Linked DNA regions of Pan troglodytes: region 1 is linked to region 2. A link is a contact called in public Hi-C data. All regions are on one chromosome and are shown on one strand. The core of a region is the stretch at or near the end of the contact, and the rest is flanking DNA. Distances in the headings are between cores, read along the strand shown.

What was found. A called contact is a pair of places that touch in the nucleus more often than the background predicts.
Region 1: a Hi-C map of stem cell-derived neural progenitor cells shows a contact between it and region 2, with 7 times the contacts expected there. The contact joins two enhancer-like sites. A contact is called at or near these places in 4 of 7 Hi-C or Micro-C datasets (blood, induced pluripotent stem cells and stem cell-derived neural progenitor cells), 1 of 1 datasets of contacts at active chromatin or transcription factors (stem cell-derived excitatory neurons) and 1 of 1 other capture datasets (stem cell-derived neural stem cells).

What each region holds. Positions count from the first base shown.
Region 1 is chr10:11,194,074-11,200,938 of NHGRI_mPanTro3-v2.0_pri, forward strand. LOC104001414 (a long non-coding RNA gene) reads left to right here and starts at 6. Exons shown (of 6, transcript XR_010147941.1): 1 at 6-174; 2 at 540-643. Within about 2 kb of position 5,613, at least 12 of the 24 cell types and tissues checked have an H3K27ac peak or open chromatin away from gene starts, as enhancers often do. A contact at or near this core is called in stem cell-derived neural progenitor cells and stem cell-derived neural stem cells, where this site is marked.
Region 2 is chr10:11,053,926-11,060,290 of NHGRI_mPanTro3-v2.0_pri, forward strand. The region is part of intron 1 of LOC134807542 (a long non-coding RNA gene); the gene reads left to right. Among named protein-coding and RNA genes, the nearest start is that of PARP11, 9.4 kb to the left of the region's middle. Within about 2 kb of position 1,701, at least 6 of the 24 cell types and tissues checked have an H3K27ac peak or open chromatin away from gene starts, as enhancers often do. A contact at or near this core is called in stem cell-derived neural progenitor cells and stem cell-derived neural stem cells, where this site is marked.

The sequences.
Region 1 (6,865 bases), core at 4,363-6,862, 140 kb after region 2:
ATGAAAGGGGCAAAGGAAACAGTGTGAGAGAGACTGGAGATGAGAGAACAGCAGGAGTCGATTGAGGTTGAAAGGCTGCTGGGGCAGGACTAGAAAAGGGGAGCGCTGAGAGACCGGTCAGAGGACCTGACCGCTGACCGCTGACCCGAGGCTGCGTGCCCAGGAAAGAGGAGGGTGAGTTCAGGGAAACTTCTCTGAGTGGCAGCCCAGCGGGGAGGAGAGTCAGGACGTGCCCGGAGTCTCAGGCCTGGGCTTAAGGTCAAGGCCTGGAGAAACAGACAGAAAGATGTGTGTTTCCGTAAGAGCAGGGAAGCCAGGAGGTGTGCTCCGCTTTTGTGCTACTGGCATGTGAGCGAGAGGCCTTGAAGGAAGGGCTTGAGACCCGGGAGCCAGACTGAAGCCAGGGTTGGGTTCAAGGGGGTCTCACTGAGAGCCGCTTCCCTGGGTTTAATTTTGCTCTTCCTGGGAGGACTGAAAACGTTAAAGCAGAGCCTGGCACGGCGTCAATGCTTTATGGATGTTTGTTGTTATCTTTGTAGATGAAGAAACTGGGGCTCTGAATGGCATATTAACGCGTGCAGCTCTAGACAGCGAGGAAGTGATGGCAACTCTATCCGAACTCAAATCTGCCAGACCTATACCAGTAGGTGCCTGTGTGCAGTTGGGGACTCACCTCTGCCAGTGCTGGCATGAGCTAGCTGTCTTGAACTGAAAACAGACACTCAAAGATGGGCTATGGGATCCCAGAGAGGTGGCAGAATGGTCAAAGCTATGAAGCCAACAGCTGCTGCCAAGAAGAAAGTCCTGAGCCCTGAGTGATTGTAATTTAAAAAACTTAATGCTGGGAGTGGGTGTTTATTTTGGAGGAGTGGGCTGCTTATTTTTGGTTAGGGGACTTGTTCATTCATCTTTTCTCAGCTGCACCTACTGCTGCCCTGGCCCGAAGTTAAAGCTCAATAAATCACTGTTGCACAACTGAGTGCCCCCACCTAGATTGTAAGTTCCTGGAAGGCAAGGATTTGTGTCCCACACTTGTTTTGTACCTTCCAGGATCTTGCACAGCACTTGGCGAATGGGCATTGAATGAATTCATTCACTGAAGCGTCTCTCTGGTGCCAGGCCCAGTGCTAAGTGATGGGAATACACAGATGAATACGATATGATCCCTGCTCTTGGGTAACTCATTATTCTGGTGAATGAATAAAGGAAAGAAAGAATGAATGGAGACTGTGGGAAGGGCCAGGCCATTCTGCTAATTGCATTATGAACCGGTAGATAGCAAAGAGATGTACCCCTCAGGTACCCTGCTTTCTCTTGTGTTTTGGCGAGTGGCTGCTGAGTGGGTCTCAGAGCTTTAAACAAACGGTGTCTTTTATAGAAAAGGGGATGCACCCCCTTCTTTGTCCTGCACACACTTCAGGAGTGGAGGTTCCCAGAGGGATGACTGGGTGCCTGGAGCTCTTCGCATCCTTTCCGCCAAGCTCTCTTGGGACCAAGGACTGCCAGGGGCCATAGGAGGCAGGCCAGGAGACCAGGGACTTTTCCCTGGTGTGAAGCTAACTGTCCCTCAGCCAGCACAGTGGGGAGTCACTGTGACTCCTACTGTGGAGAGCCAGCCAGACTGGATTCATGGCTCAGAGGTACCCACAGCACTCCCTTTTTAGGTGGAGACACCCTCCCTCAGAGTTCAGTAGAGGAGTTCAATGAAAAAACTGGATTTTGTAAGGGTGGGCAGCTTTGCAAAATATTGAGAAGCACACATTTCTCAGTTATACAAGGCTCATTTCCCACATGGGTGACCTGAAGGAGCAGGTGATGCATCCCCGCTGCACCACAGCCTGAGGCAGCCACATGGGTGGGGGTGTGTGTGTGCACGCGTGGGTGTGTGTTTGTACCAGGAAACTGAAAGTGAAACAGGCCAGTGACATTTCCAGGGCTCACATGGAACAATATGCAGGAGGGGGGCAAGATTGGCCCAGGGCCTGCAAGCAGTGATGGACAGGACTGAAATGAAATGGGGCCTCACGCTGGCCACACCCTCCCCACCAGCTTTGCCCAGAGTCCACACTGCAGGCTTTGCCCACAGAGTCCATACTGTAGGCTCTGAACCTCCACTGTGGAACCACATGGGGAGCCACAGGGACCAAGAGCAATCCCTCCCCTGGAGCCAGTCCCATGGAAAAGCCAGGACATGCTCCAAAAGATGGCCCAAGGCGGTAAGGACAGAGATGGTGGGTTGAGTCACAGGAAGGGAGAGAAGGCAGGAAGATACAGACATATGTAGGAGACCTACAGTTCAGTGGATCCGCATCCACGTCCACTCTGCCAGTATTCCAGAATGAAGGAGAGCAAGCACAGCAAGCACAGACCAGGCCAAGCGTTGGTAGACTTGGAACAAGCTGGAGTTTACAATGTGGTATGCACATTTTACTGGGAGAAAATGTGTCAGGGATGAGAAAACTGAGCTTTGAAGACAGTTCAGTATGGATGAATTCTCTTCAATCTGATGACTTGCTCTTCCCCACTATCATCACTATAATCCAGTTTTCCACCACCTCTGATCTCTGAACTTGTCTTCTCACTTCCACTCTTCCTCACCCTCTCCCCACCTCACTTAATTCATGCCCCATGCCTCAGCTAATGATATTTCTAGAGTAAAAACTAGAACTTGAAATCCTCATCTTAAAACCTTCCAGTGGTTTCCCATTGCTCTTTGGAACTATACCAAAGTCCTCATGTTCTCCGGAGCTCTGCATGATTGGTTTGCCTCCTCTTTTCCTTTCCTCCTGTCTCTCTCCGGCGTGGGTGGCTTTCTCTGGTTCCTTGAATGCAGGATCCCTCCTGCCACAAGGCTTTAGCACACGAATGCACTCACCCATCACTCAGTTCAGTGCATGATTATGTGTGAATGTGTGATTGCTAGATTGGTGGTTGTTTAATTGGGTGGACTGATGGTTACACCAGCCTTTTCCTTATTGGAGAGTAAGATTTTTGAGGACAGCAACCACAAGTTTTGTTCCCATTATAGTCCCAGTACTGGAAAGGTGCCTAGTGCACAGCAGATGACCAGTAAATATTTGCTGAATAAGTGAGGGAATTCTTCACTTCATACATTCTTCACTGCTAGAAAGCATTCAGACCAGATGAGGAGCATAAGGCTTGGAAGGACAGTGACTTGCTAGAGGGGCAAGAGGGAATGGGAGGGAATACCTAGGACCCGTAGGGGTGAGGGCAGGCCAGCTTCTGAATCACAGCTGAGGGGATAATACCTAGAAAAGTTTCTTGCCATGCGTAAAGCTTCCCTGCCTTAGCATCTTCCTTTAGAGATAACTATGACTGGCACCCAGATCACATTGGTAATTCAAAGAAACAGCAGTATAAATTTTATTTATTTATTTATTTATTTAGAGGGAGTTTTGCTCTTGTTGCCCAGGCTGGAGTGCAGTGGCATGATCTTGGCTCACCGCAGCCTCTGCCTAACAGGTTCAAGCGATTCTCCTGCCTCAACCTCCTGAGTAGCTGAGATTACAGGAATGCGCCACCACGCCTGGCTAATTTTGTATTTTTAGTAGAGACGGTGTTTCTTCATGTTGGTCAGGCTGGTCTCAAACTCCCGACCTCAGGTGATCTGCCCGTCTCGGCCTCCCAAAGTGCTGGGATTACAGGCCTAAGCCACTGTGCCCCACCTAACAGCAGTATACATTTTAAAAGAAATTTATTTTTTGACCAAGTTTTGGGATGCATTTTTTAGTCCAATAAAAAATACAGGCAGCTGGGCATGGTGGCTCACACCTGTAATCCCAGCACTGTGGGAGGCTGAGGCGGGGGGATCACTTGAGCCTAGGAGTTCGAGATCAGCCTGGGCAATATGGCGAAACCTTGTGTCTAGAAAAAAATACAAAAATTAGCCAAGTGTGGTGGGGTGCACCTGTAGTCCCAGCTACTCGGGAGGCTGAGGTGGGAGGATCACTTGAGTCCAGGGAGCTCAAGGCTGCAGTGAGCCATGATTGTGACCACCACTCCAGCCTGGGCAACAGTGAGACCCTGTCTCAAAAAAAAAAAAAAAAAAAAGGATGTGTGCATATACACATATTTACACACATATGGTAGGTATACATCTATATATACATGTATCTGGTAGGCTAAGCCTACCACATATCAGAACAGACACCAAAATAAACAAAATATCAGAAAAGATGAGCAAAATTTTTAACTAAATGGACACTTTGGATACTGCTCCATGGTAGAAAAGGCTGTACTGTGTAGCTAGTGTTCTGTAGATTCTGGAAAGGAAATCTCTTGTTTACGATTGTGCTGCTTAGCTTATAATAGATACACCATAAATATTTGTTGAATGAATAAAGGAATGGAACTTTCATTGGTATGGAAAGAGTCCTGAAGGGCAGGGGCAAAACCACAGCATCTAAAGTGCGAAAGCCATCTGTTCTAGCAATTTATTTGCTATTTCTTGGAAAGCCTATTATTTTATAATCCAATTTCCTGACAGAAGTAGAAGCCCATAGGTTCTAACACCTTTGGCTATTTGAACCTAGGTAAGTTATCTAACCTGTCTCAACTTCCACCGCCTTATCTGTTAAATAGGTATGATAATTCTTTACTTACCTGGGGATAATTTAACTGTTCTGATGGGGTACAAAATAGAAGTGGCCTCTGTCTTTTCTAGTGGAAGAGATAGTAAGCAAATAAAATTAGAAAATTACAGCTTTGAATATAGGCATGATGGAAAACCGCAGGGTGTCACGTGGGAGTAGCAGTGGGACCTCATTCAGATTGGGGCACAGGGAAGGCTTCACTAGTAAAGTGCCATTTATGCGGAGACCTGAAGGGTGAGTTAGGAATTGGCCAAGAGATAGTGAAGGAAACAGCATGCGCAAAGGCCTGAGGCAGGAAAAAGCTGGGGGAGAGAGGCAGTAATTTCAAGCAGCCCAGAAAGACCGCTGGGATAAAGCTGGATGGAGAGGGACAGAGACACTCAGAGGTTCTAAGGTGGGGGAATGACATGATGCCCTTTACATGTTGAGAAAAGCACTTGGGCCGCTGCGTGGAAAATTGTTTGGGGCTGAAGTATAAGAACTGGATCTCGGTTCTTACAAGAACCTGAATCTTAGCGCCAAGGAGTCTAATGATCCTGCTCAAACCTCTCATTTGAAACACGAGAAAAAAACCCAAAACACAAGAACTACAGTTGTGAGAAGCCTTGGCCAGGATCGCACGTTAATCTGGTTGTAATGTAGCTGCGAACTAGGGTCTTTGACTGCTCTTCCGCGATTTATGAGCCCGTGCCCCCCTCCCCCCGCTGCCTTCTGCAATGGTGGGGTGGCCAGGAGATGACTGCCGGGCGTCGGAGTTTTGAGGCAGGCGAGGGTGGCTCGCAGGCCAGGCTCCTGCGGTCCGGGGAAGATGCGCAGCAATGCGCCTCCAAGCCGGGCCTAGGCCGAGCGCCTCTCGCCGCCGCGCACATTCCGGAGAGGGACCGCGGGGCTCAAAGGGCCTGCGGCGTAGGTGGCTCATCCCTTTCCTTGGCTTTCCCTCCAGGGCCATACTGGCCGAAACCCACTGCCTGAGCCTCCCGCCCGCGCGCCGCGCCCCCGCCCAGGGCCGGGAAACGAGCAGGGACAACTCCCCGCCCGCGCCTCCCCGCGCCCGGCGGCCCGGCTAGCAACCCAGAGGCGCGGCGCTGCGATTGGCTGCGCGGGGGAGAAGCGGCGCTGCGCTGCTCCAATCGCCGGCCGCGCCTGGAGGCCGCGCCGCCAGGAGGCCGCGGACGCGTGCTCGCATGCCTGTGGTATTTGCTCAGAGGGGCATGACCACTTCGGGCAAGTCTTTAAATGTGAGTCAGCTTTCGGCCGATCCCTGGGAAAAATTCCTTCGGTGTTGTCAGGCAGGGTTCGCTAGCTGCAGCTTTTTTTTTTTTTTTTTTTAAACAATTCAAAAGGAATAATCCCGCTGAATGGGGAAAGGCATTCGGACCCCGTCTCCCCGGAGGAGAGGCCGTGGGCAGTGCCGGGGGCCAGGCCTCCCCGACTCCGGGCGGCCCCGAGGGGCTGGTTTTCTGGAGGGTCAGGGCACCTGCCCTTTCTTCCCTGCGCCCTCTCCCCAACTTCAGCAGGGCACAAAGGGCCGGGGGGCACGTAGACCGCGGGGCGAGCAGTGCCCCCTGGAGTTGTGCGCCACATCTACCCGTCGTGGGGAATGCCCGGTCCCGGCCTCCCTTTCTCCCCTCTCTCCGCGCTTCTGCTCCTGGACCCGGCCTGGGGAAGCCGAGCGGTCCTATGTCATCTCTCCACCTCCCTAAGCTTCAGTTTCCTCATGGGCGAAGGGAAAGGCGGACAGTAGAGGAAGTGAGCTGGCCTGGGAGTGTGGAAACTTGGTGTGTTCTCCCAGCTTAGTCTTACTAACGTGCTTGGGCAAGCCCCTTCTGCACTCCCGGCCTCAGTTTCCCCATCTGTAAGATGAGAGAGCCGGTCTGGAAGAGTCCATGAGTGTAGTGACATCAGGCGATCGCGGTACCCCTTCCTGGGGCCTGTGGGCGCGGGGTGGATAAAGCCCTGTGACTTGCCCGCCTGCTCGCGCAACTCCATGCTGCTCCCCCAGGCCACCCAGCTTCCCCTCCCAACGTCATCTTAGAGACGCTCAGTAGGCAGGATTGGGAGCATCAAGGGGAAAGAAGACCAAAAAAGGCCGAGGGCTGAGGGAAGTGAGTTGGGACTGGAGGGATTTATGTGCAATTTGATTTTAAACGAACATCTTGTGCAGAAGAAGAGGCAATTTGGCACCTGTTACTGGTGGGTTAATAGCTTAGGCACTCTTGGTAATGGGGATACAATACTGTGAAGACCAGATT
Region 2 (6,365 bases), core at 451-2,950:
AATATTGTTGTGTCTCAGGGAATAAGGAGGCCCGAGGAGAGGGAGAGACACAGGGAAAGGGCTGGTTGATGGAGCAGTCAGAACACACACACATTTATCAGTTAAGTTTGCTATCTTATATGAGTGCGGTTCATAACATCTTGAAACAATTCTAATAGTAACACCAAAAATCACTGATCCCAGATTACCATGACAGATAGAATGATAATGAAAAAATTGGATTATTGTGAGAATTACCAAAATGTGACACAGAAACATAAAGAGAGCACATGCTGTTAGAAAATCGGAACTGATAGACTTGCTTGAGCAGGGTGCCACAGACTTTCAGTTTGTTAAAAAAAAGAAAAAGGAAAAGAAAAAAAAAAGCAACATCTGTGAAACATGATAAAGCAAAGTGCAATAAATAAAAGAAGGTGCGCCTGCAGACACCATGGAAATAGTGACTAAAGGGAGGATTCACATCTTGGGGAAAACAGGAAGGGAATGGCATGAGATTTCATTATGCTACTCAGAATGGCATGCAATTTTAAACATGAATTATTTATCTCTTGAATCTTATACTTAATATTTTCAGGTGATGGTTGACGGCGGAAAACTGAAATCGCAGGAAGTGAAATTGGGGCTGGGGGAATACCATTGTATAGTTGGCTCTCCATACCCGTGGGTTACACAATCATGCATTCAACCAACCATGGATCAGAAATATTGAGAAAAAAAATAGATGGTTGTGTCTGTACTGACCATGGACAGACATTTTTTTTCTTGTCATTATTCCCTGAACAATACAGTATAACAACTGTTTACATAGCATCTGTACTGTTGTTAGGTAATTTAAACTATACAGGAAGGTATGTGTAGGTTATATGCAAATATGTGTTAGTTATATGCATCATTGTATATCAGGGACTTGAGCATCCCAGGATTTTGGTATCCGAGGAAGGTTCTGGAAGCAACTCCCCATGGATATCAACAGATGACTGTACAAGGCCTGCAATTTCCCCTGATACGTAGCCTAACGCAGGGTATGTATCATCATAGTTCCTTCTGCTTCATAGTTCCAGGCAAAGAGCCACTGCAGTAGAAACTACGCATACTGACCAGGGTCACCAGTTTTCTCAGGAAAACTAAACATTTTACTTTATCTTTCATATTTTCTACATGTGTTCTGGGTGGAAATGTCTTAAGCCATGCTAAACCCGGCCCAGGAATCATGAGTGATGGCAGCCCTCCCTGGAACCCCATGAAGTTTGTTAGATTTTCAAATGCTGAGAGAGTTAGGAGGAAATTCCCAAGGGGAAAGGAAAATCATCAGACGGAGAAAACAGGTAGATGGATGAAGAGAGCAGCAAGGTGAATTTGCGAGAAAAAAAAATCGATCTCTTCTAAGACAATAGAAGGAGGAAAGAGAACGGAGTAAGTGGTGAGATGCAGGATACAGTATTACCTATCACTTTATTGTTATTATCATAACTGTTTTTATCCATAAAGGCCACATTTACAACCAGAATTTGGGGAGCTGTAGGAAAGGATATGGGAGACAGGCTGGATTCGACAGAAAGGAAGAAGGCGCAAAAGGAAAGCCGAGGGGGCCAGGAGAGGGTGAGGGAGGAAGGGGAGAAAAAGCTGCATTTGTGCCCATCCGCCTTGAACATAAAGACCCAGCCTCCGTCTGAAAAAGAGCCAACAATGAGGCAGCCCCAGAATCAGCCCTGCTGTTGAAGTCTGACACGTTAACAACCCCAGCAGGAATTAAGAGGTGAAATAAGCAGATGAAACATTCACCGAAGCCGAGATAAGCATTCCTGGAAAGGAATTTTTCAAAAAATCAAAATGAATTTCACAAATCTTCCTAATTAGGAAACATGACAAGGAATTAAATTCAACCTAAAAAAAAATGAAGTGCTAAATAACTCACCCACGCTAAATGGAAAGGCTCTATTGAGAATACCACTGATTATTAGTTTTCGCTGCTCCGGGAAATTATCTACGCACAATGATGGACATCAGCATTCAGCTCACAGCGGCAGTCAAAAGCAGCAGCTGAGATGTGTGGCCATCCTAATTAGAGGATGGAGAATTCTGAAAAGACTCTGGAGCTGTGACATTCCTGGCTGGGGCTTTCCTTCCAGGAATGCCACATTAGGGTTTTGGTCATCACGTTTAAAAAAAAAAAAAAAAAAAGGACTTAATAGGAATGATCCGGAAAGGGACAACAGAAATGACTTTAAAAAGAGCGTGAGAAGCTTTGAGGTTCAGAACAGAAAACAGGAAAAGACTTCCATAAGAAATAATTTTTAAAATTAGGAGAGAGGGAGGTAAGTAAAAGCCTCGGGTGGTGGGAAGGGCAGCCAAAAGGTATACTGCCTGGACTTAGGTCACTCCAGACATGTGAGGGTTTAGCCTGTTTCTAATGAGCACACCCAGGGGTGTCAAGAAATTACAACAGATTATCTAATATGAATTAGCCTTCAATTCTTCATTCAATAAATATTTAGCAAGCACCCTCCATGTTCCAGGCACTGTCTGTAGCCTCTTGAATAGATCAGGGAACAAAATAGATTTTAAAAGCCTCTGCCTTTATGGGATTTACATGCTAGTGGGTGGGCAGGCCTTGGGGTAGGGACATGTGGAGATAGACAATAATAGATAATAAATAAGTACATTGTATAGCGTGTTCTAAGGTGATAAGAACTATAGAAAAAAACATAGATCAGGATAAGGAATGTTGGGAGTACTCAGGATGCCCCTGGTTGAGAAGAGAACATTTAAGGAAAAACTTGGAGGAGGTAAGGCAGTGAAAGTAATAGATATCTAGACAAAAGGTATTCCATGCAGAGGGAGCAGCTGGTACAAGCTTCCCAAGCAGCAATATGCCTCACGTGCTAAGGAAGAGTGAGGGGAGAGAGAGTGAGTGTGTGTGTGTCTACGTGTGTCTATGTGTATTTGGAAAATTAGGAGTGGGGGGATGATATGCAGATTGAACAGGGCGTGGTATAATAATTAACAAATACTTACATTTAGTAAGCAGTGTTATAAGTGACACTTACAACAATGTCAGGCAGTTAGTATGTGCCTGACGCTGTTATAAGCTCTGTTAACAAATATAATTTGCACAAGCACCCCACGGAAGTAGCTACTCTTATTACCCTCATTTTACCTCTAAGGGATCTGAGACACAAAGAGATCAGTTAGCCTGTCCAAGGTCAAGCACTGGAGGCTTGGTGCGTGGATTTAGAGCCCACACTCCTAGTTGCTGCCTCATGCCATCTCTCAATGTGGTTTTAAGCCATCTACTTCTGATTCCAGTTCTGATTACTTAACCTCGATTGGATTTCAGTGTACTCCCTAGGATAAATTTATGTTTCTCTTAAAAAAAAAAAAAAAAAAGCAGCGTGGCTCACTGCTTTATCACTCATGACCGTTCCTGGCCCTTTGTTCCTTTCCCCTACCAATTCAGGAGCCGCTATTTTCTGCTAGTTTATCCCTGAAGTCCATTATTTCTGCCCAGCAAATAAAGCAAATGTCTATGGATAGAACTTCAGTTCAGTTTGTGAGGGAGTAGGGGTGGTGCTTCTCTGGTTTAATAACGCCCTACAGATAACTAAGAGGCAGAACAGAGCATACACTGAGTTAAAAGCTAGGTGTCACTATTTCTTATACTCCAAAAGGCACTGTGTGGAGGGGTGTGTTTTAACACAACCATCACCAGCTCCAGCTTCTCAAGATCTCTGTCCTGTTTTCTCAAGACACAGCACTTTTATGCTGAAAACCATTGAAATGTAAAGCCATTGAACTTTAAATGGATGAGTTATACGTGAATTACACCTCAACAAAGCTGTTAAAATAATTACATAATTTTTGTAAATGACAAGATCTTGGCTTTTACCTCCCCTGTTGACCTCCCTGCCTGACTTCCATCCTCCCTCACATACCTTCATGGGGCACGGAACCATACTCAGAAAGAGGATCACCATTCCAGAACCCCAAGCACTCCATCCAACATTACAACTTTGTTTTAACTCCAGGGATTACAGCAGTATGCCAAGGAAAATAAATGACTCTTTACCATTAGATCTTCAGTACCAATTTTCTTTATTAGAAAAAAAAAATCTAACTTTTTTTTTTTTTTTTTTTTGAGATGGAGTCTTGCTCTGTCGCCCAGGCTGGAGTGCAGTGGCCCGATCTCGGCTCGGCTCACTGCAACCTCCACCTCCCGGGTTCACGCCATTCTTCTGCCTCAGCCTCCCGAGTAGCTGGGACTACAGGCACCCACCACCATGCCTGGCTAACTTTTTTGTATTTTTAGTAGAGACGGGGTTTCACTGTGTTAGCCAGGATGGCTTCGATCTCCTGATCTCGTGATCCACCCGCCTCAGCCTCCCAAAGTGCTGGGATTACAGGCGTGAGCCACCGCGCCCAGCTTCTAACATTATTTTTAATGTTAAAGCAAATGTGTATATTATGAAGCAGAAGGCAATATTCACTTACATAGGGCTTTTTAAAAATTTTTGAGACAGAGCCTCCCTCTGTCACCCAGGCTGGAGTGCAATGGCGTGATCTCGGCTCACTGCAACCTCCACCTCCTGGGTTTGAAGTAGGTTCTTGTGTGTGGTTAGCTGCTTTAAGCTGGAGTGGGAACAGTGTATGTCCTCTGCCAGTTGTGGAGACAGAGAGATTGAGATACACTGTCAGTGGCTAAAACAGGAGACTCAGGAACTGATCCAAGCTCAGTACCGCTATATTATGTGATATTGTGCATAACATCCCATTTTGGGGCCTCAGTTTCCCAACTAAAAAATGAGATGATTGAACCAGGTGATCTCCAAGGTTGCTGCCATCTCTCAAAGTCCATGATTTGGTGTCATACTGACACAAATCAGATTCTGGGCTCAGATTCATCAGCACCAAGATGCCCAGAGATGTAGGAAGCAAAAGATACAGTGCCTGTCTTTGTGGAATTTTTCATCTACTGAGGGAGACTATGAAGTGAATTTACAAACCATCCAAAGGACACAAGAGGCAAGAAGCAGCTGAGAATCATGAATGATCAGAAATCTGGTGCAGATCACTCGCTTTGAATCAACTGTGCACCTAAACGACAAGGAGACTCTTACCCGGCCAACCCCTGCGCCCTTTGGGCCAGGACAACTTGACACAAAGGCACTTGCTGTTGATCTTGTGCGTGGCCCCAAATCACAGCGTAAGAAACTCTCAGAGCAGGAAAGGGATGTTAGCTATGAACAAATCCAAAACCCTCCATCTACATTCAGGATTTGGGATAATGCTCGCATCGCACTTAGAGTATTTTTATTCGATAGAAGGTTCTTAACATTAACTCAAATCTTAAATAATCCTAAAATTGGAAGAGAAATATATCCTTCTCTTCAAAGCCCGATAAATTAAATATGGAATGATTTTAAGACAAGTCTTATTATGACATAGGGTTGAACAAGATCTGCCTGGCAGCCACTTATTGAAAAGCATTGCTCTGAAAAAAATTAACTTCTACCCTTCATTGTAGGGTATTTATGCGTTTTCTTATGTCATCATTTCGGATCCTTTCCTGCTCCCGAAGCTACGGCAGAGCATTTCCGTAGGTCTCCAGTCACATGTCTTTGCTTTTCTGAACATACCAGGAGATCTATGAAAGTGAAACTAAAAGGAAATAGAAAGGAAAAACTGCTTGTGATCTCTCTCATCCAACTATTTCATTTTCATTTGTTCTAGGAGAATTTCTTCCAGCTCTAGCCTCCTGGATTTACGCTTATTCTGGGGAGTAGACTAAAAACCTCTACCTCTGGCAGGCATCTTGGGGAAGTCTTGCCTAGATGACATTTGACCTTTGGGGTTTCCTCCAATCCAGATATTCTAGGGTGCAGAAAGGAGTAGTGGTCCCTCACAGATCGCCCAAAATGGATTTTTTCCACCCTAATTGGAAAATATGCTCATTTCTAACACAAGATGGCGCTGGGACACAGGCAAGAACATTTCTGATTAAAACAAAACAAAATGAAACAAAACAAAACACAAAGCAAAACAATCCATGAGCACAAAAGTTCTAATAAGCCAGAGAATTATTTTGTTTCTGGACAAGACCAGCTTTTGTCGAGCACATTTTAGAACAGCTTTCTGGAGTAGCAATAATCTAATTGAGCTGCTTTACCCTAAATCAACCAAATGGTCAGGACTGAATTAAAGTAGTACAATGTATCCTTAGGAATAAAGTATTTAAAAAGAACTCTAAATCCCTTAACTACGCAGGGTCAAAACCAGAGATAAGTGGTCAGGGGACTTAGTTGAACACTATCATCAAAAGTGATGTCTTAAATTCTTATTCTGATATGGGATGGGGTCTTTACCAGTTG